2 separate regions of the Ovis aries genome follow, and region 1 is linked to region 2. Evidence: chromatin contacts called from public Hi-C data. All regions are on one chromosome and are shown on one strand. Each heading gives the region's core, a stretch centred on a gene start, on an enhancer-like site or on the middle of the called end of the contact. The rest is flanking DNA. Distances are from core to core; before and after follow the strand shown. Region 1 overlaps LOC121817270 (a long non-coding RNA gene). Region 2 holds the start of TRH (thyrotropin releasing hormone).

The links. A called contact is a pair of places that touch in the nucleus more often than the background predicts.
Region 1: a contact with region 2 is called in a Hi-C map of tail adipose tissue, with 7 times the contacts expected there. The contact joins the enhancer-like site here to the promoter of TRH in region 2. A contact is called at or near these places in 13 of 16 Hi-C or Micro-C datasets (blood, hypothalamus, liver and 7 more).

Annotation. Positions count from the first base shown.
Region 1 is chr19:56,063,955-56,071,131 of ARS-UI_Ramb_v3.0, reverse strand. LOC121817270 (a long non-coding RNA gene) reads left to right here. Exons shown (of 5, transcript XR_006057108.2): 5 at 454-1,494. Among named protein-coding and RNA genes, the nearest start is that of TRNAG-CCC, 3.6 kb to the right of the region's middle. Within about 2 kb of position 2,466, at least 5 of the 54 cell types and tissues checked have an H3K27ac peak or open chromatin away from gene starts, as enhancers often do.
Region 2 is chr19:55,860,236-55,866,816 of ARS-UI_Ramb_v3.0, reverse strand. TRH (thyrotropin releasing hormone) reads left to right here and starts at 4,142. Exons shown (of 6, transcript XM_012100221.4): 1 at 4,142-4,417. The coding sequence starts at 4,142.

The DNA.
Region 1 (7,177 bases), core at 1,217-3,716, 210 kb before region 2:
CAAGTCACCACCCTGCTCTGTGCCTCAGTTTCTCCGGGGTACCTGGGACGGAGCCAGCTAACGCTGGGCACGCACGCGTGGGCACGTACACGTGGCTCCACACGCACCGCCTCTACTATTTGACTGACATGAAGGAACCCAGCGCCACGCGCATGCGTAAGGCCGGGCAGGACCATAGCATCCTCCGTGGGGACCCAGTATCTGCGCGTGACGGTCAGAGGTTGCCCCCCCATTTTACTATCCAGCCCCGTCCCTCTGTCTTTACTGAACCTCAAGGCCTCCGGACCTCAAGGCTTGATGGGAGGCAAGGGCCTTGCCCCTCTGGACGCGCACGTGCCCACCCAGCGCGGACCCCATGTGGAAGAGGAGGGACGGAGAGGTCGAATGACGAGCCTCAGAAAAGGCGCGTAAATGCTACAATCGGCGTTATTTACCGCAGGTTTGCGTTTGCAGGACCCTCGGCCCCTGGCGGAGGATGCCGGGAGAAGGAGAGGTGGGCGTGCGGAGGAACCTGTCGCATTACTTTGAGCACGGGTAGCTGAGTGGATCCCTGTGAGTTACAGGTCTGGGGCTCCGCTTTCCCCTCCATGCTCCGGACCCTCCCAGCCAAGAGACCAGACCGCCTGAGCACCAAGCCCAGCTGCCCGCCTTGCTAAGCTGGTTAAAGCACCTGCAGGGTGCCTCCTGGGCCGGGCGCTGGGGCCCGTTCAAGTTGGTTTCACCGGGTAGGGCTGTCATCCCCATTTTACAGAGGAGGAAGTTGAGACTCAAGGAGAACTCACTGCGGAGATTGCCAACCAGGGGCGTCAGAGTTCAGCCCTTGTGCACTCCCCAAACGTACCCACTTCTGTGCCTGTACCCACCCCCACCCCGGGACCCCGCCCGACTCGCCCTTTGCCTTCTCCATCAGATCAAGGTCCCTGAGTGGACAGTGAGGACCACAGTGTAGGGACCGGGTCCCCCTTCCCATGCTCTACGCGGCTGGTGTCCCCTGAGTGCTGAGCAGAGGAGAGAGCTGTAAACCAACAGGCCCAGCCCGCAGTGGAAGATGAAGTGCCGATGAATGAGAGCAGGAAGGTGCTGACTCCCGTTGTTTGTTTAGCCTGGGTGGTGGAGGTCAGGGAGGGCTTCCTGGAGGAGGCACCAGGCTACCAACAGGGGCAGGGGCTGAGGTGAGGGGGCACAGCCGATGCAAAGACCCAGGGGCGAGAAGGAGCCCTGCCTTCCTCCTCGCCCCGCCACCCAGCTCTCCCCTTCCTGACCGCCCCCCACCCCGCGCCCACGCCCATCCTCTCCTGCCAGCGGCTCCTCCAAAGACCGGAAGTTGAGGTGGGAATCCAACCCCGCAGATGAGGAAAAACTGCTCCAAAGGAAAAAAAAAAGAAAAAGAAAAAGAAAAAAACACCCCACCAAAACCCTTACAGACATTAATTCCATTGTTTCCACTCCCAGATCCTGCCTGAAAAACAAAAATAAAATCAAAATCAAACCCCAGCTGGGAGGCTTTCTCTGGCAAAGCCTTCAAGTAGGGGGTTGAGTGGAAGAGGCGCCACCCCCATCCCCTGCAGAGACCCCGCGCCCCTTGGACCTGAGCCTCCGCCAGCCCCTCAGTGGGGTGAGAACCGTGGGGGCCGGTTGCCTTCCCTGGCCAGTTCACTGAGACCCCTTCACACCCATAAAACTGAGGGGCTGGGCATACAGCGGAGCTGGGATTGGAATCTGGATCTTTGTGACCCTCAGAACGCACTAGCTTGCCCCCAGTCCACGGGGCACTAGGAGCAGGTACGGAGGAGTAAGTATTGGCAGGGGTTGCGTCCTGCACTTCCGGCTGGCTCTGCTCATACGTCCAGCAACGGGAAGCTCGCTCCTCACAATCAGCCATCTTCGCCTATTTGCATTGTCAAGAGTTGTCTGTCCACTCCTGCCGCACCCCCGGCCTGGCTCCTAAACTCTGATAGTGACACACGGGAGGCTCTGTCGGGACCAGGACTGGAGCGGCAGCCTGGTGGGACACTTTTCGGAAATGGGAACAAGAAGTGGGAGGCCACAGGAGGAGGGTTAAGTCTGGCCTCTCCTGGCACTGTGGTCCCTCGGGGGAGTCCCCTGGAGCCTCCCGCCATCCCAGGCCTCTCACGGCCCCGTGGGCAGTGTCCCTGTCTCGTGCCAGGCCCAGAGGGTGCATCTTGTCTCCCTAGGGGCCTCTGAGGTGGGCGTGATTAGGCCCATTTTATGGATGGGGTCAATGAAGCACAGGACGCGCCCAAGGCCGGCCACGCCGGGCCCCATGTGGGGGACCCGGCGCCCCGCTTCCCACTTCCCTCCAGGGCTGACCTCAGCGGCCCCTGGCCGGGCTTTTCCCAGAGCTGAGGCCGGAAGCACAGGTCCCGAGTGTTTGTTCAGGCCGGGCCGGGGCTCCAGGCAGGCGAGGAGGAAACGGCCGCAAGATGTTTGTCCAAGTGGGGGGGTCAGGATCCACAGCCAGGAGCTGGGAAGGAAGTGCCAGAGGAGGAGAAGTCAGCTGGAGTCAGCAGGCCCAGGGCCTCGCCTGCCTCTCCTCTCCTCGGGGGCAGGGCTGCACACAGTAGGCACCTGCTGGATAAGGAAGCCAGAGCCCCACCCCCACCCCTCCTCTGCTGCACCCTCCCAGCTACGTCCTTTGGGAAAACCTCCTGGCCCCGCACCCTGGAACAAAGAGTCTGGCTACTGCTCCCCACCCACCATGCCACCCAGGTCCGGCCACCAGCTTCCAGCCTGGACTGGGCAGTAGCCACCTCACTGGTCTCAGTCCTCCCATCCTCCTCCCCCCCACCCAGTCTATTCCCTGCCTGCCTTGGCGCCAGAGGGATCCTTATTAATATGCAAATCAGATCTTGTCTCTTCTCGCACAACACTCAGCCAGGCCCCCACCTCCCCGAGAGCAAAAGCCATCTGTCAGGGGCTGAATTGTGTCCCCAGATTCACATCCTCAAGTCCCACCCCCCAGCACCTCGGAATGTGACTGGATTTGGAGACAGGGCCTTTGAAGGGGGTGATTAAGTTGAGGTCATATGGGTGGGCCCCAGGCCAACGGGACCAGTGTCCTTATAAGAAGAGATTGGGGCACAGACAAGTCTCCGCACAGAGTGATAAGGGGGCCATCTGCAGGCCAAGGAGAGAGACGTCAGGGGAAGGCAAACCCGCTGACGCCTTGACCTTGGACTTGTGGCCTCCAGTGAGCCCGGTGGGGCTCTTTGCGACCCCATGGGCTGTAGCCCGCCAGGCTCCTCTGCCCATGGGCTTTCCCAGGCAAGGATACTGGCGTAGGTAAGCCATTCCCTTCTCCACGGGATCCTCCTGACCCAGGGGTCCAGTTGCAGGCAGATGGTTTTCTGTGTGAGACATCAGGGAAGCACTCCAGCCTCCAGAACTGCAGGAAAAGAAATTTCTGTTGCCATGAGGTGGTACTCTGTCTCTGCCCCCGAAGCCAACCAAGGTGCCCTCTCCCCTGGTGCCCTGGCCGGTCCTGGCCCCTCCTGCTGCCCCCGCGCTCTCTCTTCAGTCCACCTGGCATGCTCTCAGCCCCCAGCCTTGGCCCTTGCTGTTCCCTCTGCCTCTTACGCCCTTTCCCCGGGGCTGCTGCCTTCTCATCACTCGAATGTCTGCTGCCACGGCCCCCTCCACAGGGGCGCTCCCGGCTCATCGGCTCATCGGGGCTGTCAGCCACCTCTCCTGTCGGACTGGTACCTCCACCAGGGCAGTGGCTGGCACTTTGTGCCAGAGTGGCCCGCACACAGCACATGTGCAACGAAGACCTGCTGAACACTGGGAGACAGGCCCCTCCTAGCCCCACCTCCCCATCTTCCAAAACTCAGAGCACAAGGGAGGCAGGGCGGGGCCTCCAGGTGCTGCCCAGGTTCAGGAGGTGGCTCCGCAGCATGGCCTGAGCAGGGCCTGCCTGCCTGCAGGATGCATGAGATTGCTGCCTGCCTCCCACATCCTGGGCTTCTAGACAGCACCTGTGTTCATTCCCCTCTTTCCTCATTTGTTTTTCAATGGCTCTTCCGGCAGCTCTGCTGTGGGTCAAACGCCGACCCCTCTCAAATTCATCTGTTAAGTCCTAATCCACAATGTGATTGCATTAGGAGGGGGGATCTTTCGCAGCGTGAGTAGTCGTGAAGGTGGAGCCCTCATGAATAAGGATAGTTTTAGTTTTTCAGTCGCTCATTCTCTTTGGGGCCCCATGGACTGTAGTCCCCTCAGCCTCCTCTGTCCATGGGATTTCCCAGGCAAGAATACTGGGCTAGGTGGCCATTTCCTTCTCCAGGGTATAACCCTGTAAACATTCATGTTTGACATCTGTCCATTTCCCTCTAGCTAAATTACATCTCGATAATAAAAAAACAAAGCAAAACCTTTATTTTTTTAAAGCCACCACTCCCCTTGTCGGCCACTTGCGGGACGGGGCAGGGGGGTACTCATCTCCTAGGGCGCCGCAGTCGCGCGGGCCGCGGAAGGCTCCACGCGCGGGTGCGGCCTAGTCCCTCCTGGGCCGGGACGCGTGGGCCCGAGAGCCGCGCAGGCCTCCCCGGTGCCCCCTCCCGCCCGCCGGGGCTGGGAAAGGCCGGAAGCGGCGCCGGGTGGGCGAGGGCCATTGTCCGCACGTCCGCTCCGGCCCCGCCCCGCATTGTCCCGGGGGTGGGACCCTCCGCGGGCCCGGGGCTGGGGGTCCCCCGGGTCGCGCAGTGGCGCCTCCCCTTGCCCGTGCCCTCCCCTCCTCGTTTGCAGGAGGGAGGCCAGCGCCGGGGACCGAGCCCCGCGCGCCCCGCCGCGCCGTCCCCAGAGGTCACTCAGCCACCCGCTCCCCCTTCCCCTTGGGGCTTTGGGCCCCTCCGAAATCACAGACGCCGCTGGCGGGTGGGTGGGTGGGTGGGGTGGCAGGAGACATTCCCTCGCCGAGGGTCACGTGGCTGCAAAGCTGGGGAATCGGGGAGATGGGGCAAACCTCGCTGTCCTTGCCAGCGCCCCCGCTTTGAACGAGGGAAACCAGAGAGGGTCTCGTCTGCAGGGGGCTCCCATTCCAGTGTGGGGCGGGGGCAGAGGGGGCGCAGAGCATCGTTTAGACGACAAGTAGGTGACTGCACGGTTGCACAAGCTGGGAGACCGGTGAGGGAAGGCTCAGCGAGAGGGGTGGTCACCGGAGGCTCTGGGCAGGTGACGTCCTGGCAGAAAGCACGGGAGGAAGAGGCAGCCCGGGGGGACGGGGTGGGGCGCAGTCGGGGCAGAGGAGCCGTGTGGACCGAGACCCCGGTACGAGGCCGGCTGGCGGAGGCGCCTGGTGGGAGGGAGTGAAGTCAGAGAGCCGACTCGTGGGAGCCCAGACTTTAGGGGCTGCATCTGAGTCAAACTCGATGAAGAGACGGGCCGGCAGTTTGCTGAGAATAGAGGTCAGGAAGGCTTCGTTTCCAGCTATGCTCGACGACGGCGTGCCCTCTCCCGGCCTGGCTTTCCCTGGTTGCAGAAAGCATCTGGGTTGGAAGACGCTCTGAAACTGACTCCTCTCCAACCAACATTACCGTGACCTCACCTTGGTTGCACAAGAAAGGCGCCTGCAATGGTTCACAGATGGCGGATGGACCTAGGAATGGAAAATCAAACCTGCCCAGCCAGGGATGGATGCCCTGGGCGGGAATCTCTGATCCGCCGGGAGCCGCTGCCGGAGGCCGGGAGTTTAAATGTCTCCGCCAGGGAGGGTGCGATCCCCTCAGTAGCCGCTAGGCGGCGACAGAGACCGGGCTTGAAGCGCCAGAGTCTTTTCCGGAATCGTTTTGGAAGTTACGGAAAAATTCTGAGACTAGCACAGAGGACTCTAGGACTTTCTTAACTAAGATTCATCAAGTGTTAGCATTCGGACCCCCCTCTATGTATATTCAAGTTCCCCCCCAGCATGGGGAGAGTAAATTGCAGACGTGCTGCCCCTTGAACCCTAAATCCTTCAGTGTGTGTTTCCCAAGAACAAGGACATCCTATTACACAACCGCAGTAGGGCTTTCAAGATCAGGCGATGTAACGGTGATGCAAGACTTATGTACTCGGCAAAATATTGTTCAAATATTGCCAGTTGTCCCAACGAGGCCTTTTATAGCATTCCCATACCCCATCTGCATTCCAAATCCTGGATCACATTTAGTTGTTTGTTTTTATGTTAAATGAAATGTATTCAACTAAGCCTTCTCAGGCTGAAGTATTTGAAAAAGATGCATGTGAGGAGTTCCAGCCTCACCCTCCTCAACCAGACGTCCCCGGGGCAGGTCCCACTCAGGTCTTCTCTACTGAAAGGTAGCAGATTCTGGGCAGGGTGTGTGGGAGAGGTGGAGTGGGCCAGAGAATGCACTTACAGCCTGAGATGGAGTCTTTCTTTTTCATTCTTCCTGGCCTGAACCCATTTGTTCAGGTCCTTTGGCCAAGGGCTGCTCCCCAGCCATTCACCAAGGGTTTCAAATGACTCCTTGAAGGAAACAGCTTCTTGCTTTGGGAAACAATGGCAAATGCCCCCAGCTGGCAAGGCCAGGGGAAGTCCTGTGCTGGGTCTGGAGAGGGAGAAGGGCTCTAAGGGCTACCAGCACTGGGAGATAAATCCTTTGGCCGGTCCAGTGGCTTCCATTTCTTGCTTGCAGCAAAATGGCAGGAGAACCCAATCCTTTTGTCAACTAACAGAGAGTAATCATGTCTTTAACTTTTATTAAGAAAAATGGAATCATGCACACATAATAATGCCCGTCACCAGGTGGCAACAAAAAATAACTCTTTCTGATGGATTACTATTGACTTCTGGTGTAAAACGCAAACGGAGGGAACATGGTTAACGTTCCTCCAGGACTCCTTCCTTTTCTGTTCCTTATTTATGTGACAAGATTTCTGAGTGCTTACAGACGTAAAAATAAGAATGAAGAAGAGATGGAGCTGTAGATACTTCTCCACTGGTACACAAGATGGGAAATCCAGTTAAACCATTACAAATGTCATGTGAAATAATACTTTGTGTCATCAGTATCTATCAAAACATATTTATAGTTTTGATCAGTCACATACTAGTATTTGTAATCATACCTTTGCAGAATAACAGTTTGCACTTAGTAACTTAGAAGCACAGAAAATTTTTAAAAATTTAAAACCGGTTTACATCCATAGTTGTCACAGA
Region 2 (6,581 bases), core at 2,893-5,392:
CACAAGTTTTCCTGCAGAAATGAGGCAGGTAGAGGACACGACAGGGATCTGTGTTCCGGGAAGACCCCCAAGCAGGGCCCTAAGATAACACTTACTGGCCTTGTGACCAACCAGCACCACCCCCCTCTATGGGCCTCAGTCTCTTTGTCTGTGAAATGGGACAGTTAGCTCCCGAGGTCAAAACCTGACTGCTGTTTTCCTGACGAATCTGCTTTGCTTGACCTGCGTGGTGATACCTGAACTTTGAACTAGTTGCCAACCTATAGAACTCTGGAAATTTGATCTGAAGCCAGTATCTGTGCCTCTTTTGAGAAAGGAGTCCTTCCCTCAGGGCTGTGGTGGATGGGGCGAAGTTGAGGCCACTCCCTTTAGAGGTCTTCAGTCTCTGTACAGTGCGAGAGACCCGGGTTCAATCCCTGGGTTGGGAAGATTCCCTGGAGAAGGAAATGGCAATCCACTCCAGTATATTGCCTGGAAAGTCCCATGGACAGAGGAGCCTGGAAGGCTACAGTCCATGGGGTCGCAGAGTCGGACACGACTGAGCGACTTCACTTCAGTCTCTGTAACAGCTCCAAAGGCCTGTGTGCATCTAAGTTTCTATGAAAAGGATCCTGGGGTAGAGTGATGGTGGCGTGTTACGGTTGCCAGATTTAGCACATTAAAAATATAGCACTTTGCTGTCCACCAGAAACCATCACAACATTCCTAAACGGCTCTGTGTGTGTGTGTTCACGGGATTTTGCCCTTCCTGACGGCAAGAAGGGTTGCAAGTTTAAAGTGCAATTCTGATTCTTACCACCAGGAGGAAGCAGAGATTGCAAAATTGATGAGTTCCAGGCCCAGGCAACAGAGGAAGAGATGCTTGGATGGCATCACCGACTCAATGGACACGAGTCTGAGCCAACTCCAGGAGATAGTGAAGGACAGGAGGGAAGCCCGGTGCGCTGCCATCCGCGCGATCGTGATGAGTCGGACACAACTGAGCGACTGAACAACAACAACGACCAGGCCCAGGAGCTCTACTCTGCGGGGTTCAGGGGCTACCAGGGCAGGAGGAGAAGGCAGCTGAAAGATGGTGGGGACAGGATCTGGGGATGCGCCTGACCCAGTGTCTGACAACAAGCGGAGGCCAGAGGGCAAGAGGTCACAGCAGGTATTGCTGTTCAGTTGTCCCAATGAGTTTGGTGTTTTGAAGAAACAAGCAAAGCCCTCGGGGCTCTAAGTGATGAGTGGGGCAGTCAGAGGAATGGAAGAGACACAGGAAGGAGGTGCAGGACCCGTGGGCCACGGCAAGAACTTGAGTTTTCACTCTCCCTACAGCCAGGAGCCGTGGAAGGCTTCTGAGAAGCAGAGGGACGTGATCTGACTACAGTTTCGAAGAGAACCACCTGGTAGGAAATAGTTCACGGGGCAGGGGGTGGGTGGGGGGGACCTGGGTGGAAGCAAGCAGACCAGCGGAGAGGCTGCTGCAGTCGCTGAGGTGAGAGGAGATGGTGGCTGAACCAGACTGACACTGGGGGAAAGGGTGGGATTCTGAACACATTTTGAAGGATGAGCAGATAGGGTCTGCTGCTGGAGGGGTCGTGGGAAATGAGAAAAAGAAAGGAGGCAAGAATGACCCCAGAGGTTTCTGCTGAAGCAGCTGCTAGGAGCGGGTTGCATTTTCAGAGACAGGATGTCTGCAGGAGAGCCGTCAGCACGTTCTCTCTTCAGAGAGAACGCACTGTGTGTGGCCCAGCCAGCCTGATCCTGGAGACTGGAGAGGGGAGACAGACAGTAACCTCTCACTCACAAGTAAAGAGAAGATGCTGGCTGGTTGGCAGGGCCACGCAGATCACAACAGGGTCATGAGGTCTTCATGCTACCTAAGAGCAGCCAGAAGCAGCTTTCAGCGAGAATCACAGGATACCTTGACCCTTTAGGAGAGAACAGAGCGCCTCATCGCTTCACTACCCCTCTCAAGGGGCTTGGGAGACCCTCCAGTTCCCTGATAGCTCAGTTGGCAAAGAATCCACCTGCAACGACTCCTGGGTCAGGAAGATCCGCTGGAGAAGGGATAGGCTACCCACTCCAGTATTCTTGGGCTTCCTTTGTGGCTCAGCTGGTAAAGAATGTGCCCGCAATGCGGGGGACCTGGGTTCGATCCCTGGGTTGGGAAGATCCCCTGGAGAAGGGAAAGGCTACCCACTCCAGTATTCTGGCCTGGAGAATTCCATGGACTGTGTAGTCCATGGGGCCGCAAAGAGTCGCATACGACCGAGCAACTTTCACTTTCCTGTGCCCAGGGACTCTCAGCAGCTGCCACCTCACCATGGGGACTGTCACGTCCCCCGGGACCCCGAGGCTCCCCCTTCATTTCCCTACAATCAGCTCCATCTGTGGGCTTTTTCATTTCCTCCAGAGCCACCCCCACCCCCTGTCTTGCTCATATCCTGTTGATCCAGACCCCTCATCCACCAGCCCTGCCCCCCACCCCGCTCTGGTTATGACTTGGCTTAGGAGGGCATCACTCTGATGTCTGCCTCCGGGTCATCGAGCCGTCTCCCCGTGTGTTTCCATCTCTGTGTCTTTTCTCCCCTTCTAATAAGAACAGTAATTGCGTGGGCTTAAGGACACACCCTACGACTTCACCTTAGCTAATTACATCTGCGATGACTGTTTCCGAATAAAGTCACATTCTGAGATACTGCTGGAGAAGGAAATGGCAACCCACTCCAGTATTCTTGCCTGGAGAATCCCATGGATGGAGGAGCCTGGTAGGCTACAGTCCACGGGGTCGCAAAGAGTCCGACACGACTGAGCGACTTCACCTTCACCTTTCACCTTTCTGAGATACTGAGGCTTAGGACTTCGATATAGATTTTCAGGGAGATATAGCTCATCCCATGACAGCTTCGTTGTTGGGGTGATGAGCCAGCCTGCATGTCTACATTGCCCAAGAGTTGTGCCCTATGGGAGGGCTTTGCAGATGAGGCGGCTCCCATGGGCCAAGGACAATTGTCAGGAGAAGGGGGCAGCTATGCTCTTTAGCGGGCAACACTCACGGCAGCCGGGAGGTGGGTGCCTCAGCCCGGAGAGGGGAGCTGGGTGGGGTATCCGCAGCTTCTGGACAGGCAAGCTGTCCAGCCTCTCTGTGCCTCAGTCCCTTCACTTAGAAAACAGGGCTTGTAACCTGTGTGGTGGTGATTTAGGCAGCAAATCGTCTCCGACTTTTTGTGGCCCCATGGACTGTAGCCCGCCAGGCTCCTCTGTCCCTGGGATTTCCTAGGCAAGGATGCTGGAGTGGGTTGCCATTTCCTTCTCCAGGGGATCTTCCCGACCCTGGGTTCGAACCCTGGTTCCCTGCATTGCGTAGACTGTGTACGTTAGGGAAAGGTGAGGATTAAAATCGTTTACGTTCTTAGACCTGTGTCTGATGCGTGGCAAGTTCTTGGGAAATGCTGCTGCTGCTGCTGCTAAGTCGCTTCAGTCGTGTCCGACTCTGTGCGACCCCATAGACGGCAGCCTACCAGCTAGCATATTATTAATTACCTCTTGGGCCATGGTGGACATGCCAGTCTCTGAGAAGCAGCTCAGTCTCTGTCTCAAAGACGGGCCTCTGCTCAGCCTCCTGGCTGATTCAGAAAAGCCCTCAGATGACTTAATTCACCACAAACACCACTGCAGAATGAGCCCTTGGAGGTCATCCACTTCAGTCCTCTGGGACCATTTTGCAGATGGGGAAACTGAGGCCCAGCCAGGAACTTACCCAAGTAACGCATGGGAGGCAGCGCGGCAATCTTTCAGAGAGATGTCTTGGAACAGACAGACTGGGCTTGAAGCCCAGCTGGGTGGCCTTGGGTCAGTTCCTCTGCCTCTCCGGGCCCCAGGTTTCTTGTCTATTAAAGGAGTCATCACTGTACTTATGATTGAACATGAAATGCTCTGTCTAAATGCTTATTAAATGTCAGCTCCGGTGTCACACCAGCACTATCAGGAAACACGTGGGTCGTATGCAGCCCTCCCGGAAGGAGGGGGACTTCCTAGCCCAGGATACTCTGGCCCCAGGTGGAGTGGCAGGGTGGGGGTTTCAGCCCCTGCACACTGACTCCAGTCTCAGCAGAGGCCATCCTGGTGGCCTGTCACTCAGCTCCCCGGCGCCATGGAGCTGCTTAATTGCATAGATGGTGGTGCTGTCGCCAAAGCCTCGTTCGTCAGAGCTGTGTGGTCTCAGCCGTGCTTGGCTGAGAGGTACATTCATTACGCAGACAGCTCCGAGCGGGACTTCCAGAGGGACGGGCCGAGGAGGGAGGCGAGCAGGCACGCTCCATTCCCGGGGCTCAGCAGGCCTCTCATCCCACGGCTGATTGCCACGCGGGCCCACTCTGTGAAGGGTGCTGTCCTCATTGCTTCACAAATATCAGCTCACAACAGCCCCGTGAGGACGGTTATCTGTGAGGATGGTTATTGTGCCCGTCCCCATCTTGTAGATCCGTCATGAGGACTGAAGCTGAAGCTCCAATCCTTTGGCCACCTGATGCGAAGAGCCGACTCATTAGAAAAGACCCTGATGCTGATCTGGAGAAGGAAATGGCAGCCCACTCCAGTACTCTTGCCTGGAGAATCCCATGGACAAAGGAGCCTGGCAGGCTACAGTCCACAGGGTCGCAAAGCGTTGGACACGACTGAGCGACTAGCACACACACACTCATGCCGGGAAAGATTAAAGGTGGGAGGAGAAGGGGACGGCAGAGGACGAGATGGTTGGATGGCATCACTGACTCAGTGGGCATGAGTCTGCGCAAACGGGGAGATGGTGAAGGACAGGGAGGCCTGGTGTGCTGCAGTGCATGGGGTCGCAAAGAGTCAGGCACAACTTAGCGTCTGAACAACAACAGCCACAGCCCAGAGAAGCGCAGTGACAACTCCAGTTTCACTCAGATCAAAAGTGGGGCCAGTGGCTCCCGGGAGGCCTCTCAAAGACAAGGGTGTTGATAAGTGTGACATCACTAGTAGTTTCCAGGTACAGGGGGTTCACAGGGGTCAGAGGCGGTGCTAAGCCCCTTTCTGAATGGACTCTGAGATAAGGATGAACAGCCCCTTTCATAAAAGGCCCCTGGAGGATGCAGGCGCTTGCCCCAGGCCATACAGCTGTCCAGGAAACAGCTGCTTTGTCTTCTTCTTCTTTTTTAAAATATGTATTTTCCTTGTATTTATTTATTTGACTGAGCTAGGTCTTAGTTTCAACATGAAAACTCATTAGATGTGGGATCTAGTTCCCTGGGCAGGGATCAAACCCAGGGCCCCTGCATTGGGAGGACAGAGCCTTAGCCACTGGGCCAGCAGGGAAGTCCCCGATTTGGCTTCTTAAATAAGGCAGTTCTGGTTCCCAGTCTGGGCCTTAACCACTCCCTCTGCTTGGGGGAGGTCCTTGCCCCTCTCTGGGCCTCAGTGTACTTTTTAAAAAAACTTATCTATTTGCCTGAGCGGGGTCTTAGTTGCAACATGTGGGATCTAGTTCCCTGACCAGGGATCGAACCCGTGCCCCCTGCTTTGGGAGCAAGAAGTCTCAGCCACTAGACCACCAGGGAAGCCCCCTCAGTGCCTTTTTCAATCCATCAGTTCAGTTCAGTCACTCAGTTGTGTCCGACTCTTTGCAACCCCATGGACTGCAGCATGCCAGGCCTCCCTGTCCATCACCAACTCCCGGAACTCATCCAAACTCAAGTCCATTGAGTCGGTGATGTCATCCAACCATCTTTGTCTGTCGTCCCTTCTCGTCCTGCCCTCAATCTTTCCCAGCATTAGGGTCTTTTCCAATGAGTTGGTTCTTCATGTCAGGTGGCCAAAGTATTGGAGCTTCAGCTTCAGCATCAGTCTTTTCAATGAATATTCAGGACTGATTTCCTTTAGGATTGACTGGTTTGATCTCCTTGCAGTCCAAGGGACTCTCAACAGTCTTCTCCAACATCACAGTTCAAAAGCATCAATTCTTTGGCGCTTAGCTTTCTTTATAGTCCATCTCTCACATCCATATATGACTACTGGAAAAACCATAGTTTTGACTATATGGACCTTTGTCAGCAAAGTAATGTCTCTGCTTTTTAATATGCTGTCTAGGTTGGTCATAGTTTTTCTTCCAAGGAGCAAGTGTCTTTTAATTTCATGGCTACAATCACCATCTGCAGTGATTTTGGAGCCTAAGAAAATAAAGTCTGTCACTGTTTCCACTGTTTCCCCATCTGTTTGCCATGAAGGGTTGGGACGGGATGCCACGATCTTCATTTTTTGAATGTTGAGTTTTATGCCAGCCTTTTCAATCCATAAACCAGCTTTACCAAGCTCCCTACACTGAACATCAGCAACTAGACTGTGGTGGGGGATGGGGCAGGTGCAGAAGACGGAGGGATCTCAAGTTTCTCTGCAGAGGGTGTCAGATACCTGCTTCCAGCCCCGTAGTTGTTTTGTCGATCAGTCGTGTTTGACTCTTTGCAACCCCATGGACGGCAGCACACCAGGCTTCCCTGTCCTTCACGATCTCCTGGAGCTTGCTCAGACTCATGTCCATTGAGTCAGTGATGCCATCCGACCACCTCATCCTC